2 separate regions of the Mus musculus genome follow, and region 1 is linked to region 2. Evidence: chromatin contacts called from public promoter capture Hi-C data. All regions are on one chromosome and are shown on one strand. The core of a region is the stretch at or near the end of the contact, and the rest is flanking DNA. Distances in the headings are between cores, read along the strand shown.

Region 1 (4,431 bases), core at 1,300-3,799, 160 kb before region 2:
GGCTCACAACCATCTGTAATAATGGGATCTTCTGAAGACAGCTACCATGTATTCATATACATAAAACAAATAAAATAAATCTTTAAAAAAAAGATATACTCCCAGGTTGATCTCTCTCTCTCTCTACCCCTCCCCCCTTCTCTCTCCGGGCTTACTTTACCCAAGATTGTCCTTGCTAACTCTATAGACTAGTTAACTATTACGCTTGGGATCCTCATGCCTCTAACTCCAGAGTCTGGATTAGAATAATCCTGTGCCACTCATCCTGCCCTATCTTTTCTTTGTTATTCTTTTGATCAATTCCTTTACCCCAACAAATACTACTGATCTTGAATCTTTCTATTTTCCCTCAGGGGCTTCTTGTCAGAACTCTTCACAGAGGCTTTAGTACAGGTAAGTTGTCTGTGTTATCTGCCTCTTGTTAACTAAGCCTGAACTCAGAACCTCATATATGCGATGCATGTTTTTACACTATATAAATGTGTTTGTGTGTAGAGGGAGCGAGGAGGGAGAGATTCAGTAAATAATCTTAGCGGAAGTTACATTTTTTCTTTTTTCCTTTTCATTCATTCATTCATTCATTCATTCATTCATTGTTTTTTATTTATTTGTTTTTAAAGACAGGGCTTCTCTGAGTAGTCCCGTAACTTGCTTAATAGACCAAGCTGGCCTTGAACTCAGAGATCCACCTGCCTCTGCCTCCACCATCCAGCTCTTTCTTCTTTCTTTTCTTTTCCCTTTTTTCTTTTACTTACTTATTTATTTATTTTTAAAGATTTTATTTATTTATTTTATATATATGATGAGTATGTAGCTGTTTTCAGACACACCAGAAGAGGGCATCAGACCCCATTACAGATGGTTGTGAGCCACCATGTGGTTGCTGGGAATTGAACTCAGGACCTCTGGAAAGAGCAGTCAGTGCTCTTAACTGCTGAGCCATCTTTCCAGCCCTCCTTTTTTCTTTTAAAGACAGGACCGTACTAGATAGCTCTGGATAGCCTAGAACTGGCTTTGCAGACCAGGCTAACCTCACACTCACAGAGATCCTATACTCACAGGGATATCTTCCTGTCTCTGCTTCCAAAGTGCTGTACCTAAAGGTGTAAAGGTGTGACTACCACTCCCAGCCTAGACTTGCTTTAAAATGTATTAAAGCAGGATACGTTTAAGAAAACTTTTTTAAAAAGTATGTGTATGTAGATGGTAAAGAGACTTGCTCAGTTATCTGTAGAAAATCCATTAATTGTTAATTCAATTTTTTAAAGTAAAATTATATTGGAGCTGAAGAGATTATTCAGCAGTTAAGTCCCCTCACTGCTCTGCAGAGGACTAGAGTTAAGTTCCCAGCATCCATGTTGGGTGGCTCTCAACTGCCTGTAATCCCAGTTGTAAAGGACCACTCTATAGCTAGTGTCCTCTTTGGTCCCCATGGACACCTGCACACACATATGGACATACATTCACACAGACACATACACAGAAATAATAAAAATAAATCTCTAAAAAAGTGTCCTTGGGGCTGGAAAGATAGTATGTATTGCTCTTCCAGAGGACTGAAATTTGGTTGCTAGCACTTATGTCAGACCTATTATTCTAGTTCCAGAAGGACCTGGCATCTCTGGTCTCTATAGACATACATACAATACACATGTGCACATACCTACAAACAGACAGGCAAACACACACACATAAATAAAATTAAAATTTTTAAATCTTAACAACAACAAAAAGGTGAAAATGCTGGGTATGGAAGCACATACCTTTAGCCCAGCACTAGGGAGGCAGAGGCTAGTGGATCTCTGAGTTCAAGGCCAGCCTGATCTACCAGGACAGCAGGACTACACAGAGAAACCCTGTCTCAAAAAAACCAAACCAAACAAACAAATAAAATTTGAGAGGAAAAAAAAAAAAAAAAGACAGAGGTATTAACTATATTTCCCTAAAATTAAGTTTGATTTGAACATCAGGTAAAAAGTCATTAAATGACTTTTAGCTTGAGATTAAGACAATTTCCAACTATTTTTGAAATGGTACTAAACATAGTTTTACTATTTTGTACTATGTATTATGCCAAGGTGTATTCTTGCATTGAAGATTACAAAATCAAAATATCAATCAGCTCTGAAAAAACACTGAATGTGCTCTACACTCTGTGGTATCAAAATTCAGCCAAAATTTAACTCTTATGCAAAGATAATAACATTCATCTCATTAATATGCAAATTTTCTTTTGTATTTAATAAACAGTAAAATTACATATACATATACCAAATAATTTTTTAAAATAAATCTATTGATTTATTAGCAGTAAATGTTAGATCTGTATATTGACTTCATATACCTATAGAGTCATATAAAACTTTCTTAGGCCTAAAGAGTTATGAGTAGAAAAGAAAAAAAGAAGTCTTAAACTAAACAATCCTACTTGTTAATACAAAGTAACTTTTCTCAAATCAATTCATTTGGCAAGATACACTAGCAACCAGATTCCAGTTCTTGGCAGTTTCAACTAACAAGTGATAAATTTCTGTGAATTTGCTAAAGTAGTCAAGTACAAATAGGTTAATGAACAACTAGAAGACTGAAGTAAATTCAGTACTCCATTAATTATAGCTAAAATCAGCATCTAGAAAGAAAAAAAATGGCTCTAATGAGGGACTAGGTTACAATAAAAATTTTTGACTTCAGTTTGATCCCCAGATGAAACATAAGAGAAGGAAGGAGCTGATTTTAAAATATTGTCTTCTGACTTCCATATCTGTGCCATGGCACAGGTGCCCCCTGCCATCATATACATAGTAATATAACAATAACAACAACAATAATGACTTTACTTTTCAGAGCATTTTATTTGTGACTAAGTTTCATACAACTCAGGCTGCTCTCAAACTGACTATGTAGCTGAGGATAACCTTGAACTCCCAATTTTCTTGCCTCTACTGGGATTATAGGCATGAATCATGAAGCTTGGAAAGCTTGTGTTCTTTCACTATACAAAATGTAATATCTCGAGGATTAGAAAGATGGCTCAGTAATTAAAGAGTATTTAATTGTTTTTTCCAGAGGACCTAGGTTCAATTTTCAGCACCCTGGTAGCTTATAATCATCTGTAAGTCTAGTTCCAGAGGATCTGAAGCCCTCTTCTGGCCTCCTGCAGGCACCATATATATATGCAGGCAAAACACCCATACATATAATTTAATGGTGCATTTTCTTCTAATAATGAACTTATATCAGTTTACCATCTTATCTCATCCTTATTTCTGATTCTACATACTAGACAGTTTAGGATCAAACCACTCTTGTATTCTCAGAATTACTAGTGTCATTAATAGAATCCTGGATACTATAGTGGTGGAAACAGGAGTATTCAAAAGTTTAAAGCTTGACTAGGTCACAGAGTGAATTCTAGAGGAGCCTGGACAATCTGCTAAGGCTGTCTCAGAATAACAAGTGAAAGGAAAGGTGGCATGCACAGTAGTTCTCAGAAGCTGTGCCCATAATACAAGTGTTGAGTCAAGTATCTATTTGGCAAACATCATTTCATTTCAGCTCCCTCCTCAGATATTTTACTATAACATGGGAAGAGAGGACTAGGCAAAGGTCATAATTTTAAAAGTTGATCAATAAAATAACCAACATTTGTCAGTTATTCCATGCATTCATATTTAGGAAGTACACATATATACAAATCTCAAATTATATCAAAACCTTAGTTTGGTATAGGCAAAAATAGATCTAGAAAAATATATATTTGAACCTGGAATTTTCTTTTCCTTTTTGTTTTGTTTTGTTCAATGGTTTCACTCAACAGCTGAGGCTGTCAGGGAACTCAATGTTTGCCCAGCTAGCCTTAAACTTTAAATTCTACTGCTTCAGTCTTCTGAGCAGCTGTATTTCAAACCTATATGATCAGTTCTAGCCATTTATAAATACAGTTAAATACATGTGTAAAATTGTTCTCTACAGTACTGTTTATGAAAAGAGAACTGGAAACACCCTAAATGTAAATGTCATCAATGCAAGAGTGATAAATAATGACTCAAATCATATCATGATAGATTAGTCATTAAAAACACAGATTTGGACCACATCAAATGTCCACTCTGTAACAAACTATTAAGTAAAGCAGGCTATAAACAGTGTAAAATTATTCCAAAAAAAAAATCTAGGGCTGAAAAGATGACTCGCAGGTTAAAAGTACTTGAACTATGTACAGCTCTATCAGAGAACCAACTTCATTTCCCAATACCCAGGCTGGGCATCTCATAACCATGTTAACTACAACCTTAGGGGATCTGATTTCCCCTTCTGGCCCCCAGTGACACCTGTACACACATTCATGTACCTCCACTTCTCACATGTAATCAAATATAAAATAAATAGATATAGCAGAGCTCAGCCACTATCCCAGTACTTGGGAGGCAG
Region 2 (4,982 bases), core at 213-2,712:
AATGCATAAATCTTTAAAAAAAAAAAAAGAATCTTTAGGCTGGGCAGTGGTGGCGCCTTTAATCCCAGCACTTGGGAGGCAGAGGCAGGCAAATTTCTGAGTTTGAGGCCAGCCTGGTCTACAGAGTGAGTTCCAGGACAGCCAGGGCTACACAGAGAAACCCTGTCTTGGAAAAAAAAAAAAAAAAAGATTGACAGTCAGCAAAGGAACAAGAGAGTAACATCTTAGTGGGGTGAAATGTTCTTTTTCCTTACTGTAGTGACTACATGGTCAAATACACTTGTCAAACCCCAGCTAGAGGTGTAATATAGTTGACAGTGTTTGCCTAATAAGCATGAGCGATCTGATCCCTAGAAAGGCATATACAGGAAGATTAGAAGTTCAAGGTCTACAGAGACTATGTAATAAGCTGAAAAACGCCCTGTCACAAAGAGGAAAATTATCTGTGGCCCAACAGTCTCAAAGAGATCTTGAGTAATAAGATTTGATTTGAAGCACTAACAAAAGGGTTGAAAGCCAGGTGTTGGTGGCCCACACATTTAACCCCAGCGTTCAGAAGGCAGAGGCAGAAGGATCCCTGAGTTCGAAGCCAGCCTGCTCTACATAAAAGTTCCACGGACACACACACACACACACACACACCCCACACACTCTACTGCCTAACCAGGAACAGGGGTGGGAGGAATCTCAGCTCACTGGATAAGAGCACATGTGCACATGTTCTGTTTTCTCGGAAGATCCAGTACCCAACACCCACATCAGGAGGCTCACAACCTCCTCTTATCCAGCTCCTGGGGTTCTGACCTCTGGCACCAAACGCAGATGCAGATGCCCCCACCCCCACCCCCACCCCCCCCACATACAAAATTTAATTGTTTTTACTTTTTAAAAAAACTGCCTTCTCCTCTAGAAAATAAAAGCCCCCCAAAGCACTGCTTTCTAAGGCATACTTCCTGGAAAGGAGCAGTTCTGAACTGGGCTCGATTAGGTCGTTAAGTGTGTGCCCTTGAGAGCTCCCGGCCTCCGTGAGCCTCAGTTTCTCTTTATGGGAAACGGGTTGATGGCCTGGCGTGTGATCTAGCATCCTGCAAGTGCTCCATGCATTGAGAAACGCACGTTGTCAGTCGAGGCTGAGACTGCAGCCCCTCCGAGGGTCACGGTTCCTTCCGGGCGCCGGACAGCCACGCGTGGCCTCTCCCCACCCCCACCCCGGCAGCGCGCGGAGGCCTCCCGCCTCCCCGGCCCGCACCTCGCTGAGGAAGCGGGTGATATCGTAGACTCGCCCGTGGATCACCATCCACGTCTCTTCCGCCGAGTTTCGCTTCGCCACCTCCTCCAGCCGGTAGTAGGTGACGGAGGGCTCGGAGCCCTCGACCTTCTCGCCACTGCCGCTGGCCTCCGGGGTCGCCATGGGATCCGAAGCCCTCTCCGCCGCTATCTGGGCTTCCACCGCTAACTTCCTTGACTTGCCGGCCCGCGCTGGGTCCTCCTCGGCTTCCGTAACCGGGTAAACCTGGTCCGACGTCCGACTGGCCAATCGGCGTCGACCAGCCCCTCCAACCTTGCCAATCAGATATCGTGATTTTGGACCAGCGCCTAAACGTGGCCGGGTGACAAGTGTCACCACAGGAGAGCATTCTCTCTGCTCGGCCCATGGGCAGGCCCGGCCCTAAAAGAAAAGAGCCGGTTTCCAGCGTCTCTTTTCCCTTCCTGCCACCCTGGGTCCCCGAATGAACGGACCCGCATTTTCCCTTGATCTTCCCATCCAGAATTGCAGCCCCCGGGGTTACAAGCTTTGCTGTCCCCCAGACTGGTTCCCTTTAGGCTCCAAAAGGCTCAACAATTAAAATGGGTGTGGTGACCTCTACCTTCCTTGCCCAGAGGTTTGGGATGTGTGTTAAAGAGAGTGTGCTAAGAGAGGCGTGAGCCCAGCAATCCACTGTGTAAATCACAAGTGGCGTTGGACTCCATGGCTCTTAGGTACAAGGCCTTAGGACAGCAGTTGGGGCAAGGGTAGATGTCCTAAGTTTCTTCCACTACTGACAAAACAATCTCTAACTGAATTCTTCAGTGATCAGGGCTCATCTACACTGTTTTAGTTTCTAAATGGCCTAAAATAGGATTTACTTCAAATGACCCTTGCTAAAAGTCTAGGTAATTTGGAATTCTAAGTTAATGTGCAAGGTTGCGAGCCTTTCTCTTTAATTGCGGTGAAAACTAAGAGGCTGATCATCCTAAAATGTTTCACGGTGTTACTTCACAACCTAGCACTCATGACTCTGTAAACTATTTGCAACCTCTTTCACTAATATTTTATTGTTTGTTTGTTTGTTTAGAAATGTATCAGTATGTAAGCCTGGTTGTCCTGGAACTCAGAGGCCTCTGCCTCCCATGTGCTGGCTTAAAAGGACACCACCATGTCTACTTTCCATAACCTAAGTTCCTAATTACACAAACTATGTACTGTAGTTTGCTCTGATGGCTCTCATAAATACTGACCAAAACCAGCTGGAGAAGTAGAAGGTTTATTATGCTTGCAGGTTATAAGCCATTGTCTTAGTCAGGGTTTCTATTCTATGCACAAACATCATGACCATGAAGCAAGTTGGGGAGGAAAGGGTTTATTCAGCTTACACTTCCACATTGCTGTTCATCACCAAGGAAGTCAGGACTGGAACTCAAGCAGGTTAGGAAGCAGGAGCTGATGCAGAGGCCATGGAGGGATGTTCTTTATAGGCTTGCTTCCCCTGGCTTGCTCAGCCTGCACTTTTATAGAACCACAACTACCAGCCCAGGGATGGCACCACCCACAATGGGCCCTCTCCACTTGATCACTAATTGAGAAAATGCCTTACAGCCGGATCTCATGGAGGCATTTCCCCAACTGAAGCTCCTTTCTCTGTGATAACTCCAGCCTGCATCAAATTGACACACAAAACCAGCCAGCACAGGGGAAAGGCACCACAGTAGAGACTCAGAGCACTTGCTGAGCAAAAGTGACGACTTAACCATTCCCTCCCTCGGCAGTAAAAGCCCGGCAGGCCTTCCTATGCCTGTAATTCTAGTTCTGGGGTGGTGGTGGAGGAAGGCAGCTCCTGAGAGCTTGCTGGCCATCTGGTAGAGCTGAAAACAGCAAGCCCCAAGTTCAGGGAGAGACTTTCTTTCAGGGAACCTGAAGAGGAATGACAGATGAAGACACGTGACCACTCCTCCAGCTTCCTTGTGCATGTAGGAGTGAGCACACAGATTTGTAAACTGCATATCCCTACAAAACAGTGAAAATGAAACACAGAGCAAAGAGCTTGCTTCTTGTATCGCCATTCTCCCACAGACCCTATTATAAAATTTGTGAGGCAGTAAGATTTCCAAAAAAAAAATCCAGAAAGTTATACGTGGTTGAATTTAGGGCTTATGGAAAATCTGCATCAGCTCCACCTTTAAAAAGTACATTTACGGCCCCTAATGGAGGAGCTAGAGAAAGTACCCAAGGAGCTAAAGGGAACTGCAACCCTATAGGTGGAACAACAATATGAACTAACCAGTACCCGGGAGCTCTTGTCTTTAGCTGCATATGTATCAAAAGATGGCCTAGTCGGCCATCACTGCAAAGAGAGGCCCATTGGACTTGCAAACTTTATATGCCCCAGTACATGGGAATGCCAGGGCCAAAAAGGGGGAGTGGGTGGGTAGGGGATTGGGGGGGTATGGGGGACCTTTGGGATAGCATTGAAAATGTAAATGAGGAAAATACCTAATTAAAAAAAAAGTACATTGACTTGCTTATGGGGGTGGGGAGGGGTCCCTATAGAGGTCAGAGGAGAACCTGTAGTGGTCAGTTCTCTCCTTCTACCATGTAAAATCCAAAGATCAAACTCAAAGCATCAAGCTTTAGCATTTTTATAAGCTGAGCCATTTCTCTGGCCCCTAATGTGTGTGTGTGTGTGTGTGTTGTTGTTGTTGTTGTTGTTGTTGTTGGGCTCAAAACAAAGGAAAAAAAATCCAAAGAAACCAGTTCTCCTCCAAAAGAAATAAAAAGATAGACTCATAAACAGGCACACACTACGTGTGGCCCCGCCTCTGTGTGTATACATGTGAATGTGCATGTACATGTGTGTGCGTATGTAATTTAATTTCTAGAGATTACGGTCAAAAGCAGGGAAAACATACTTGATAAGTGAACAGCCTGAAAGGGACGTCAGAACAAGTGACTCTCAATATATATATAGTATTTAGTTTTGAGGACAACCTGCAGGAATCGATTCTCTCCATCTACCCTGTAAATCTGAGGGATCAAATTCAGGTCACCCATTCTGGGTGCAAGAGCCTTTACTGGCTCAGCCTTCTTGAGTCCTGTTAATGTTCCACAGAGTCTCTGTATCCATGTATTCATGAAAAATCTATAGTTTTCTTTCCCTGGCTGCTTTAATTTTTTTTTTTCAAGCTCTTTGAAAAGTATTTAGAGGAGCCACAGCAGCAGACTGGCCATTAAAATTCTCAGTACAGTGCCTGCTAAAATCTTCAGTTAGAGCTTGCTCACATCCCGGAAGATCAGGAGGCAGAATTCTATGGGAGGTTATACTTTCTAGACATTATAAGAGGGGTCCACTTCTTAAGTGACATTCGGAGGAAGACAGAACCATTTGAAACACTTTGAACATCAATATTTTAGTACTGTTACTGTTATGTAGTAGGCAATCCTCTCCCCGGGCCGTTAAGTCACAGAGATCTGAACCCACTCCCTCCACGCCATCTGCCGGGTCCTGACACGCATGCTCTGTAATTTATTTCAGAGCATGTATCATGTGAGATCCTGCCCCACGAGAATCATTATTTATTTTGCAAGACTATTTTATTGATTTTTGTATAAAAAGTAGAATTCAAACAGAAAGTCTCCGTGGCAAAGCCCAATCGGTTCCCCGGGAAAGAGTAAGAAGCAAAGACTAAAGAAATGCATCCCAGGTGGGCAATGGGATGCATTCTCC

The links. Promoter capture Hi-C pulls out the DNA fragments that hold promoters and counts their contacts.
Region 1: a promoter capture Hi-C map of liver shows a contact between it and region 2. The contact joins the enhancer-like site here to the promoter of Cyb5b in region 2. A contact is called at or near these places in 16 of 39 promoter capture datasets (the 3T3-L1 cell line, the C10 cell line, the HPC-7 cell line and 11 more), 2 of 15 datasets of contacts at CTCF or cohesin (CD8 T cells and the NIH/3T3 cell line), 8 of 484 Hi-C or Micro-C datasets (the AML12 cell line, B cells, bone marrow-derived macrophages and 5 more), 42 of 115 datasets of contacts at active chromatin or transcription factors (the 230-238 cell line, CD8 T cells, DN3 thymocytes and 31 more) and 3 of 9 other capture datasets (adipose tissue, liver and pancreatic islet).

What each region holds. Positions count from the first base shown.
Region 1 is chr8:107,310,164-107,314,594 of GRCm38.p6, reverse strand. The region is part of intron 2 of Nfat5 (nuclear factor of activated T cells 5); the gene reads right to left. Among named protein-coding and RNA genes, the nearest start is that of Nfat5, 19 kb to the right of the region's middle. Within about 2 kb of position 2,549, at least 1 of the 459 cell types and tissues checked has an H3K27ac peak or open chromatin away from gene starts, as enhancers often do. A contact at or near this core is called in liver, where this site is marked.
Region 2 is chr8:107,147,141-107,152,122 of GRCm38.p6, reverse strand. It overlaps Cyb5b (cytochrome b5 type B), which reads right to left and starts at 1,462. Exons shown (of 5, transcript NM_025558.5): 1 at 1,250-1,462. The coding sequence starts at 1,411.